3 separate regions of the Zea mays genome follow, and all the other regions are linked to region 2. A link is a contact called in public Hi-C data. All regions are on one chromosome and are shown on one strand. The core of a region is the stretch at or near the end of the contact, and the rest is flanking DNA. Distances in the headings are between cores, read along the strand shown. Region 1 holds the start of LOC100501706 (Endoglucanase 25). Region 2 holds the start of LOC100194062. Region 3 holds the start of LOC100382229.

Evidence for each region. A called contact is a pair of places that touch in the nucleus more often than the background predicts.
Region 1: a Hi-C map of ear shows a contact between it and region 2, with 2.2 times the contacts expected there. The contact joins the promoter of LOC100501706 here to the promoter of LOC100194062 in region 2. A contact is called at or near these places in 2 of 25 Hi-C or Micro-C datasets (ear and tassel).
Region 3: a contact with region 2 is called in a Hi-C map of ear, with 5 times the contacts expected there. The contact joins the promoter of LOC100382229 here to the promoter of LOC100194062 in region 2. A contact is called at or near these places in 3 of 25 Hi-C or Micro-C datasets (ear, endosperm and tassel).

The regions. Positions count from the first base shown.
Region 1 is chr1:54,270,070-54,273,270 of Zm-B73-REFERENCE-NAM-5.0, reverse strand. It overlaps LOC100501706 (Endoglucanase 25), which reads left to right and starts at 1,272. Exons shown (of 6, transcript NM_001196379.1): 1 at 1,272-1,880; 2 at 2,370-2,677; 3 at 2,772-3,201. The coding sequence starts at 1,499.
Region 2 is chr1:53,929,323-53,932,502 of Zm-B73-REFERENCE-NAM-5.0, reverse strand. It overlaps LOC100194062, which reads right to left and starts at 1,547. Exons shown (of 3, transcript NM_001139118.1): 1 at 999-1,547; 2 at 1-65. The coding sequence starts at 1,434.
Region 3 is chr1:54,372,553-54,375,516 of Zm-B73-REFERENCE-NAM-5.0, reverse strand. LOC100382229 reads right to left here and starts at 1,654. Exons shown (of 18, transcript NM_001363303.1): 1 at 1,118-1,654; 2 at 776-902; 3 at 587-658; 4 at 417-491; 5 at 232-303; 6 at 1-129. The coding sequence starts at 1,388.

The DNA of each region.
Region 1 (3,201 bases), core at 23-2,522, 340 kb before region 2:
TGTCATTATCTAGATGCCAAAACAAAAGGAGAAAGAGACTGACCATATCATAGCCTTTTAGTATTGTGCAAATACGGTGTTGAAGCCCACTATGGTCTAGTTCATTTTAAACTAGGAATAGGGCATTGGTGTGGTCATATGGTTGAGTATGATGAGATTGATTATATCATCTAAGAAAAACTTCAATTTGATATTGTGGCATGTAATGACTATTTTTAACACAATAGTAGAAATGTGATTGAGTGGATAAATTTTAGACATGAATACGAGAATACAATTAGACAAAAATAAGTAACACAATAAAAGTTAAAGTATGGATCTCAACTTGTCGACAATATCATTAAGTCCCCCAAAGAGAAACGTCGTCAAGCATGGGAATGAGAACCACTTCACCTGATACATCCAAGTACAAATGTGTAGTATGTTTAGGATTCAAAGACATGAGGTGGAAAAAGTCAAATACATCTCATAAAAACCTCATTGCTAGACTGTTTAATAAGTATTTGGACTATAATTATTTTGTGACCTTGTTTTATTGTAGACGGCCAACTTATTATATTTTCCTTGCAAGGAAAGAATGACATGATGATATTGTCACTAAGGTAGCGCATGCTAGGTTTGAAAGAAGGAATGCAGAGAAGGGTTTAGGGTTAGGGCCACCCTACCTTTGTCTTAGATCATGTGGGAAATTCTAGCCTAAGATTTAATAGGATTAATAGAATATTTATACCAATAAGATTCACATTTTTAAACCTATTTCGAAAGAATTTCTAGGTTAAACGTGCTTATCTTAGATATCTTAGAATCTAATAATACTTATTTAGTATAATAATAATAATTTATATAAGTTTGAAATAATTTATAATTTAGGGCCTGGTTGACTAAGAAAATATTGTATTATTTTATCTAAGTAAGAAAATACCACAGTAATTTATTGAAGAAGGAAGCCAACGACTCAGATTCTCAGACATTCAAGAAGGATCAGCTTTTATAAACAAATAAAAGTGATGCAGGATAGTCGGCCATCCTGAAGCATCTAAAACTCTGTCGAAACACCTGTAGATACTTGACAGCGATAAAACAAAGACTCGGCACCAAACAGGTGAGCACGAAACGTGCACTGATCGTCCCGGACGAGGAACCCAACATGCCATCACCACACTAGAGTACACTACTACAAAATCTCTCCGAAACAAGCCAGCAACCAAGTACAGCAGACATCCGTCCTATCCCACTCCTAGTCCCACCGCCACCTTCCCTCCCACCGCCACCATTCGGGCCGCCCTCTCTCCCAGTCGGCCAGTCCCAGCAAATCCCACTTCACCAGGCCTCAGCTCCAGCTCGCCTATCCCGGTATCCCCCCTCACCAGCGCCGCCGGAAGATCGCGCTGCGCCCGTCGTCTCACGAGGAGGCATCGACCGGCGCGGTGGCATTTAGGAGGAGGAAGGGGAGGCTGTACCTTGTTGACAGGGTCTTAGTTAGGCGGGGAGGGGCGAGATGAGCATGTACGGGAGGGACCCCTGGGGCGGGCCGCTGGAGATATGCCACGACTCGGCCACGGACGACGACCGCAGCCGGAACCTGGACATCGACCGGGGCGCGCTGTCGCGGACGCTCGACGAGACGCAGCAGAGCTGGCTGCTGGCGGGGCCCGGGGACCCGGGCCGCAAGAAGAAGAAGTACGTCGACATCGGTTGCCTCGTCGTCAGCCGCAAGCTCTTCGTCTGGACGCTCGGGGTGCTCCTCGCCGCCGCCGTATTCGCGGGGGTCGTGGCCGGGATCGCCAAGGCCATCCCCAGGCGCCACCGCCCGCCGCCGCCGCCCGACGACTACACCGTCGCGCTGCACAAGGCGCTCATGTTCTTCAATGGCCAGAGATGTGAGTAGTAACTCTGTTTCTTCTGTGGTTTTGCCATTGCGTGGGCGGAGTGTTGGAAAGATTGTTTTTTTAATGTGTCTGTGATGGCGATGCGTTAGAACTTAGAAATACTGAGGCCGTCTCAGCTGATTCGAGAAACTTACGTGCCAAAGATTGATTTCTAAGACAATTTTCTTTAATAGAATAGGAAATATCAGTTCAGTTTTCTGTGCTGTTTCTTCTGGTTTGTGGACAGCGAAGTATCAACATTTTTTGAATTCATCATTTTTCTAGTGAAGTGATTTGGAACGCCAGTTCAAAAGACGGTATTTAGGGCGCTTTTTTAGGGGAAAAGGCTATAGGAAACCTGCAGCGCGATTTTATTGAAACTTATTTAAGGCGCTCTTAGCTGAAAATCCAAGTTAGATGGTTAAGCTGCATTTTGAACAAGTGATTTCCGAATAAAAAAGTTACATTTCGTTGATATCTTCCTTGTTCAATTTGCTGCAGCCGGGAAGCTTCCGAAGCACAACAATATACCATGGCGTGGTAACTCTTGCATGAAGGACGGACTTTCTGATCCTGCAGTTCGGCGAAGCCTGGTCGGCGGGTACTATGATGCTGGCGACGCTGTCAAATTCAATTTCCCAGCTGCCTTCTCCATGACCCTCCTCAGCTGGAGCGTCATTGAGTACAGTGCTAAGTACGATGCTGCTGGGGAACTTGGCCATGTCCGTGACATTATCAAGTGGGGTTCAGATTACTTCTTGAAGACCTTTAATTCCACAGCCGATAGCATTGATCGTGTCGTTGCACAGGTAAATATTTCATCTGAAATAGATATGTATTTGGAGTTGGGTCTTGCCTGTTGCCACTAGGCCATTGCTAATCTGAATTATGGGGAGGGTGCAGGTGGGAAGTACTGCAACATCGCCCGGTTCAACGCAGCCCAATGATCGTTATTGTTGGATGAGGCCAGAGGACATTGACTACCCACGTCCAGTGGTTGAGTGCCACGCTTGTTCAGATCTTGCTGCAGAAATGGCTGCAGCATTAGCTGCAGCGTCGATTGTATTCAAGGACAATAAGGCTTACTCACAGAAGCTTGTACATGGTGCAACCACTCTTTTCCAGTTTGCAAGGGAACGACGTGGGAGGTATAGTGCAGGTGGCTCAGATGCTGCAAAATTCTACAATTCAACCAGTTACTGGGATGAGTTTGTGTGGGGTAGTTCATGGATGTACCTTGCAACTGGCAATTCGTCATACTTGACTCTAGCCACACACCCTAAACTTGCAAAGCATGCTGGCGCTTTCTGGGGTGGACCAGATTATGGTGTGT
Region 2 (3,180 bases), core at 298-2,797:
TTGCTCAAAAGTATCCTGCGGATCGTCCTCACATGAATTCGGATCCTCTACCACACAATCAGCTTCTAATAACGTCGCACGTCGCCATACAAAAAGAAAGCATACACCAATAAATAAACATACACCATTCAACAAACAATGAAACATACACTTTACAAATTATACTTATAAAAGGAAGACATCTAAAAATAAAACGTGATTTGCAACTATAATATAAGTCTATCCATATCGACGATCATCTTATTTGCTAATGACATGACTTACTAATTATTTTGTTTCACCATTTTCCTATAAAAGACTATATGGTAAATTAATCATGGAAACACACACACTATATAGATTCATTTAAAAAAAATCCGTAAATATAACGCTAGCTCAAAATTTATGGAATCTAGAAAATTAAGAGTTAATTTATTGTATTTCTATCGGAAAGCACGTGGGTAATATTTCCTTTTGAACTTTTCATTTGCAAATCTACCTCACGGCACTATAATAATATTTAATAGATATAATCTAAGGATCATTAGATAACTTATATTAAGCTACTATTTAAACTATGGTCGTCATGATCAGTAGTTCAACCGTTTCAACACTTTTAGATTAATAGTCTAAACCTCTATTTACTACCACTAAGTATAAGTTACTTGAGTTGTATTTCCCTTTGACTTAACTTTTATAGAACCTATATTTAAATTAATTCTCAACTACTATATTCATATTAAAATGCACAAATGTAAAAGACAGCAGAGATACTAGATAAAATATTTTATCACACACACATGAAGCTAATAATTCAAATTACACGTCATTCTAACTCTAAAATATATAAATTTGAAATAACAAAACGATGCAGGGATTAGATCCTCTATTAACTATAAACTTTGGGGTGTATCACATAGGATTACAGGGACCTAATTTAACTCTTTTGAACTAAACATATAAACGAGTTCTACACAAAAAAAAGTTAGAGGCTAAGCTACATATTGCTCATCTTGTACCTCGCAGCAATGTCGAACAGGAGAGGGGAAGAACGGCGTCGAGATCGGCGACGGCGGACGGCGCTGCAGGGAAGCAGAGGAAGGAGCACCAGCAGCGAAGGGCGGAGCTCCGACAAGGGGCAATAGGTCTCGTCTTCGCGCTGTGCACGGAAGCAGAGCTCGAACAAGCTAACGACCGTGAGTGGCAGCACGATTGTTGTGTGTGGGCAGTGAGCAGGGGGAGCAGAGCTCGCGGCGTACAGAACACGATGATAGAGGCTGTGCAAGCGTGTGCAAGGAGGAGAGCAGAGATTGAGTGTTGGGGCTTTGGAAATGAGGACTGGCAAGCACGCTTTATAGCTGGGAGAAGGAGAGAATCACGGAGGGGAGAATTAAGTCGTGGCGGCCGATTGAACGCATTGAAGCTTCCGTTTTCAACCATTGATGGCGGCTGCATTGGTCGTAAGGAGAAACAGCCGCGACATGGAGGAAACGGATCAGACGTGGGTGAGGCTGAGCACAACGGCGCAGAAGCAGGCGGGACTGCGCGCGGTGGCAGAGAGACGAGCAGTCGTGGCTGCGTCGGCTCGGCTGGCAAGCAACACAGGGAGAAGAAAGGGTCGAGAGAGGGACACCATGTGGGACCCACCTGTCCTGTGCACAATAAAGAAAAAGAAAGACGCGAGAATGAATGCCTGGCTTCTGGCCGAGCGTTCGTTTCTCACTTTTTTTCTTTTGTTTTTTTCCAAATTCACATAATATATATATATATATATTCCAAAGAAATCATAATAAATAATATTATATGATTTAAGTTATCTAATCCTCGAAAAAATTTGACAAAACTATTATTTTAATAAATTAGACTTCACACAAAAAATCATGATACAATAATAAATGAAATCAATCACTCAGTAGGTTTAGTTATTCACCAAAATTTGTTAAACCTTGTTACATCACTACTTTAATTATTCAAAAAAAATTCCAATGAAAGTGAATCAAATTAGATTGTTTTAATTGATGGATTTAAGGTGTTACAATTTCCCTGTATGTGTGAAATAAAATTATTAGACACACATATAAGTGTATTCGTTTTTGTCTTAAAACCATGTAGCTCAGAATTATACACTTGCATTCCGAAGTCATCCTAAAGTGCACTAGTCATTTTTATTTCATTTTACTTTTATTGCGCCCATTTCGTGACACCAATCTCATTGTTGCAATTAAACATATTGCTTACGTGGCACATTTAAAAATATAGGGTGTTTAAGATGATGGAATTGTTGTGCGAAAGAAAGATTTAGGTAGGAAGCACGTTTAAAAATATAGGAGATTCAATTTAAGTGGACTCCTGGAAATGTTCCAAGTCTTGCTCAACCATGGCCCATGGAATGTGAGCAATTTAACGCATCATTATGCACTAGGAACAATAAGCACACTACAGTTATGGGAACGACTTCAATAACAAGACTTCAAATCGTGCATAAACAAATTGAGGAAACAGGCATTCGTCAGCAGCTAATTTCCGACCGGAAAAGAGCATCATTTGTGGCACTAGACACGGATGAACGGTCCGAACCGTCTGGCCCACCCATAGGCGCGGAGGGCGGACAGTTCGCGAATAGATCAAATCAGGCACAACTAACCCTTTTTCGCACGAGTTTATCCTTCTAAAGCCGCGCACAAGTTTATGACTCTAAAGTTGTGATTGCTGTTGTCAGACGTCTAGAAACAAATCTAGACCAACCCTATATATACTAAGGGGTACGGCTAGAAACAAATCTAGACCTCCCCTATATATACTAAGGGGTACGACCGATTGCAAACACCAATAATCAATCAATATATTTTTCGATCTTTGCATTTTACCCTAGAATTAGACAGTAACGTACTTTTCTTTCTCTAATATTCACCTCACTCCGAGTCTACGTCGTTTAAATGCGTCTTAGATGGCCTACCGACACCAAAACAAATCATAGGATCTCTCCTCCCCAACAGGATCCCTCCCGGCAACGAAATCTAGATGTTGTTGACGAACTTCGCCACCTCTGTACACACACGGACTGTCCGGTCCGGTCATCAGGTGACTATACGACAGATTGCGAACCATTCGGCCCTCGGCCGTAGACCGTCAACGCTTCACAGAGCACCACCGCAAGTACACATTGCAATGATTGGCGTCCAGATTGACACCAATATATAT
Region 3 (2,964 bases), core at 405-2,904, 440 kb before region 2:
ATTCCGCCGTCTGTCGAGACCGGCAGGGGACCGCTCAACTGATTGTCGGCGATGTCAAACCAGTAGAGGCTCGAGAGGTTTCCCAGCGAAGCTGGTATTTTCCCAGAGAACTGGTTCGAATTCAGTGCCCTGGAAGGGGATGATCGATGTCAAACTTTATATAAAAAAAAAATAGCGGGCTTCAGAAGCGCGAGAAGGACGGACACTACAGCTAGAACGAGGAGTTCTTACATGTAGGACAGCTTTGGCAGGCTTCCTAGCTCATCGGGGATGGTGCCATGGAAACTGCAACCGGACAGAATCCTGCACAAAAAAAGAGAAACCGTTACTGTTTACCTTCTCAAAACAAAACAAGGCAGCAGAGAAACTAAGAAGGAGAAGAAACACACAGGAGTGACGCGTCATCAAGAACTTACAAGGTGGTGAGCTGCTTCAGGTTCCCGATGGTCGGAGTGAGCACGCCGCCGAGTTCGTTGTTGAATGACAGGTCCCTGCACACGCACGATTAGCCAAGCCAATGGTTCACACTTCACCGTGGCAAACTGCAAGAGCAGTAATTATTAGCTGGGTGAGTGATTCCACATACATGGATTGCAGGTCACTGAGCTGGCCTATGTCAGCAGCTAGACTTCCTTGGATGCCCATGGTGGAAAGTTTTCTGAAAGAGTCCCATGCATGCAAGTCAAGCTCAAGCAGACTGAGTATAGTGGAATGAGTGTGCAGTGGAGTTTTTTTTTTTTTTGTGTCAGAGCTGTGCGCGCGGACGGACACCTACATGGAGATCACTTTGTCGCCGCCGCACGTCACGCCCTCCCACGGCGACTCTCCGCAGGGATCGTCGGACTGGCCCCAGGACGGCGGCGCGTTCTGCCACTGATCCATCAACGCCCGGAGCACGGAAGCTGCAACGGAACTCCTCGTTTCAATTGATTCTTTTTTTTCCTACTCTACTACGTACTTGAGTAGATCTTTCACTTTTTACTAAGGGAACTACTAGTATCACAGTTCCCTGATCATGGGCAGAGAGAAGCCAGAGCAATCGAGCAGAGAAGAGAAGAGAACGGTATCGATCTGAGAGCAAGTGAAAAATGCATGGTACTGAATGCATGGTACTCACTGTCCTGGCTGTCTGTCGTGCCCGAGCACTGTTGCGCGCACGCGGAGAGCAGGACGGCCACGGCGAGAAGGAACCCCATCGTCGTCCTCCGGCTGCACCCAGCTGCTGGCTGCTCCGTGCGCGCGGAACCCTGCATGCCGAGGTCGCGGCCCCGAGGTGCGGTTTTAGGTCGCCCAGCCCAGCGGACACTGCCACTCAGCAAAAAGCTCGTGGGGGGCGCAGCAGAACAGCAACCACCTGCACCACAACCGAACTCCATGATGCGCCTCATGATGAGGTGTGCAGTCAGTGCACCCAACGGAGCCAATAGACAGGACGGGCCGGGGGAAATGGTGGCGTCGACTTGACTTGAAAGCGAAGCCAGGCTCCGATGGAATGGAGCACTAGCTAGCTAGCTAGTCCAAGCACGCCCAGCCCACTCCTACCGCTGCCTGAGCAAGAAAGAGCTAGCAGTCATCCGCACGCGGCATAACCCTCGTTCTACGGCAAGTCCTGAGCATGCCCGTACCGTACTGCGCCTGCGCTAGTGTTTGTTCGTGGTGACGGTGCCGATTCAGAGATTAGTGATGATGACGGTTGTTCTAAAGAGGAGAGGCAATTAGGTGGGGGATTAAACAAACACTATCGCCCATCATTTGGCGTGCTTCTCTGTAGAATCTTTTGGTTGGTGGAAAATGCAGAGAGACATACAAAGGTGTTTCAGAAGAAGAAGAAAAACTGTAGAGATCGCTGAACCGGAACGCGCCGAGAGTTGCTCCGGCGACAGGGAGCCTCGATTTGCGAAGATAAGCCACGGCCGTTGGGACGTGACGTCGGTTGGGACTGATAGTCCTCGTGCCCACAGTGAAGTCAATTTGATGCTGCGGGCCGGGATGGTGTTGCAAAATTCCAGATAAAACGACACCTAGATGGAACCTGGTAAAGGTTTTCTCTGATTTTTCTCCGACGGAGAAGACCCGCCTGTCTGACTCTGACCTCAGTTCTGCTGTTTCTCATCTATATATGATATATCTCTCATCTTTCATAGTTTCATCACTGTTCACTGTGGCATCTTGCCTTTTTTTTTAGAACCGGAACACACACACGCATCTTCTACGAACTGCATTTTTGTCCCCTTTTTTTTTGACCGCAGCATGGTTAAGGTTATCTAACAGTTTACTCATCTTCATACTCATATTAAAACATACTCTATAAAAAATGCAGTTTATAGTATAAAATAGTGTTTTGTTCACAATTTTCAAGCATCGGTTTCAGCTCGTGTGTTCTACTGGATTTGAGGATTGTAATGCTAAACACAGAGGTCCTTTCTTCACAACTGTTTTTTTCAAGCTTTGAAGGCCGTGATGGGGATTTGTGATGATTGATTGAAGCCTGTATAATTGCGGTGGCACAGAATAGTAGTCTCAAAGAGTGACTTCGTGGCACATACTTACTCCCTGGATGGGTACACGTACATTTAACCTCCCTAACTTTGCAAGGGTAGATATTTAATTCTACGGGCTAGTTTGAAAACTCAAATTCTGTTAGGTTATCTCTAGCAGGCTATGTAAACGACCATAGAAATTATTGTTTTGCTCTATAGGTTATACTGTTTGTAGAGTGAAATTTAAAATAGAGAGGGAGATAGTGAGTGGATAATGAGTCTGCTTGAGGTAGTTTTAGGGTGTATGTTATTTTCTAGGTAGCAATCTTCCAGAGATGACATTCAAATAAGATATTTAGTTATCTATATAAAATTTCTTATCCCTTGGGTTGTCTCCCCTTCCTTCTAAACTAGCCCCTACAGTGTCCTAACGGACCCACACACACACAATCCCTACACAAAACCATAGAAACAGTCACCAATT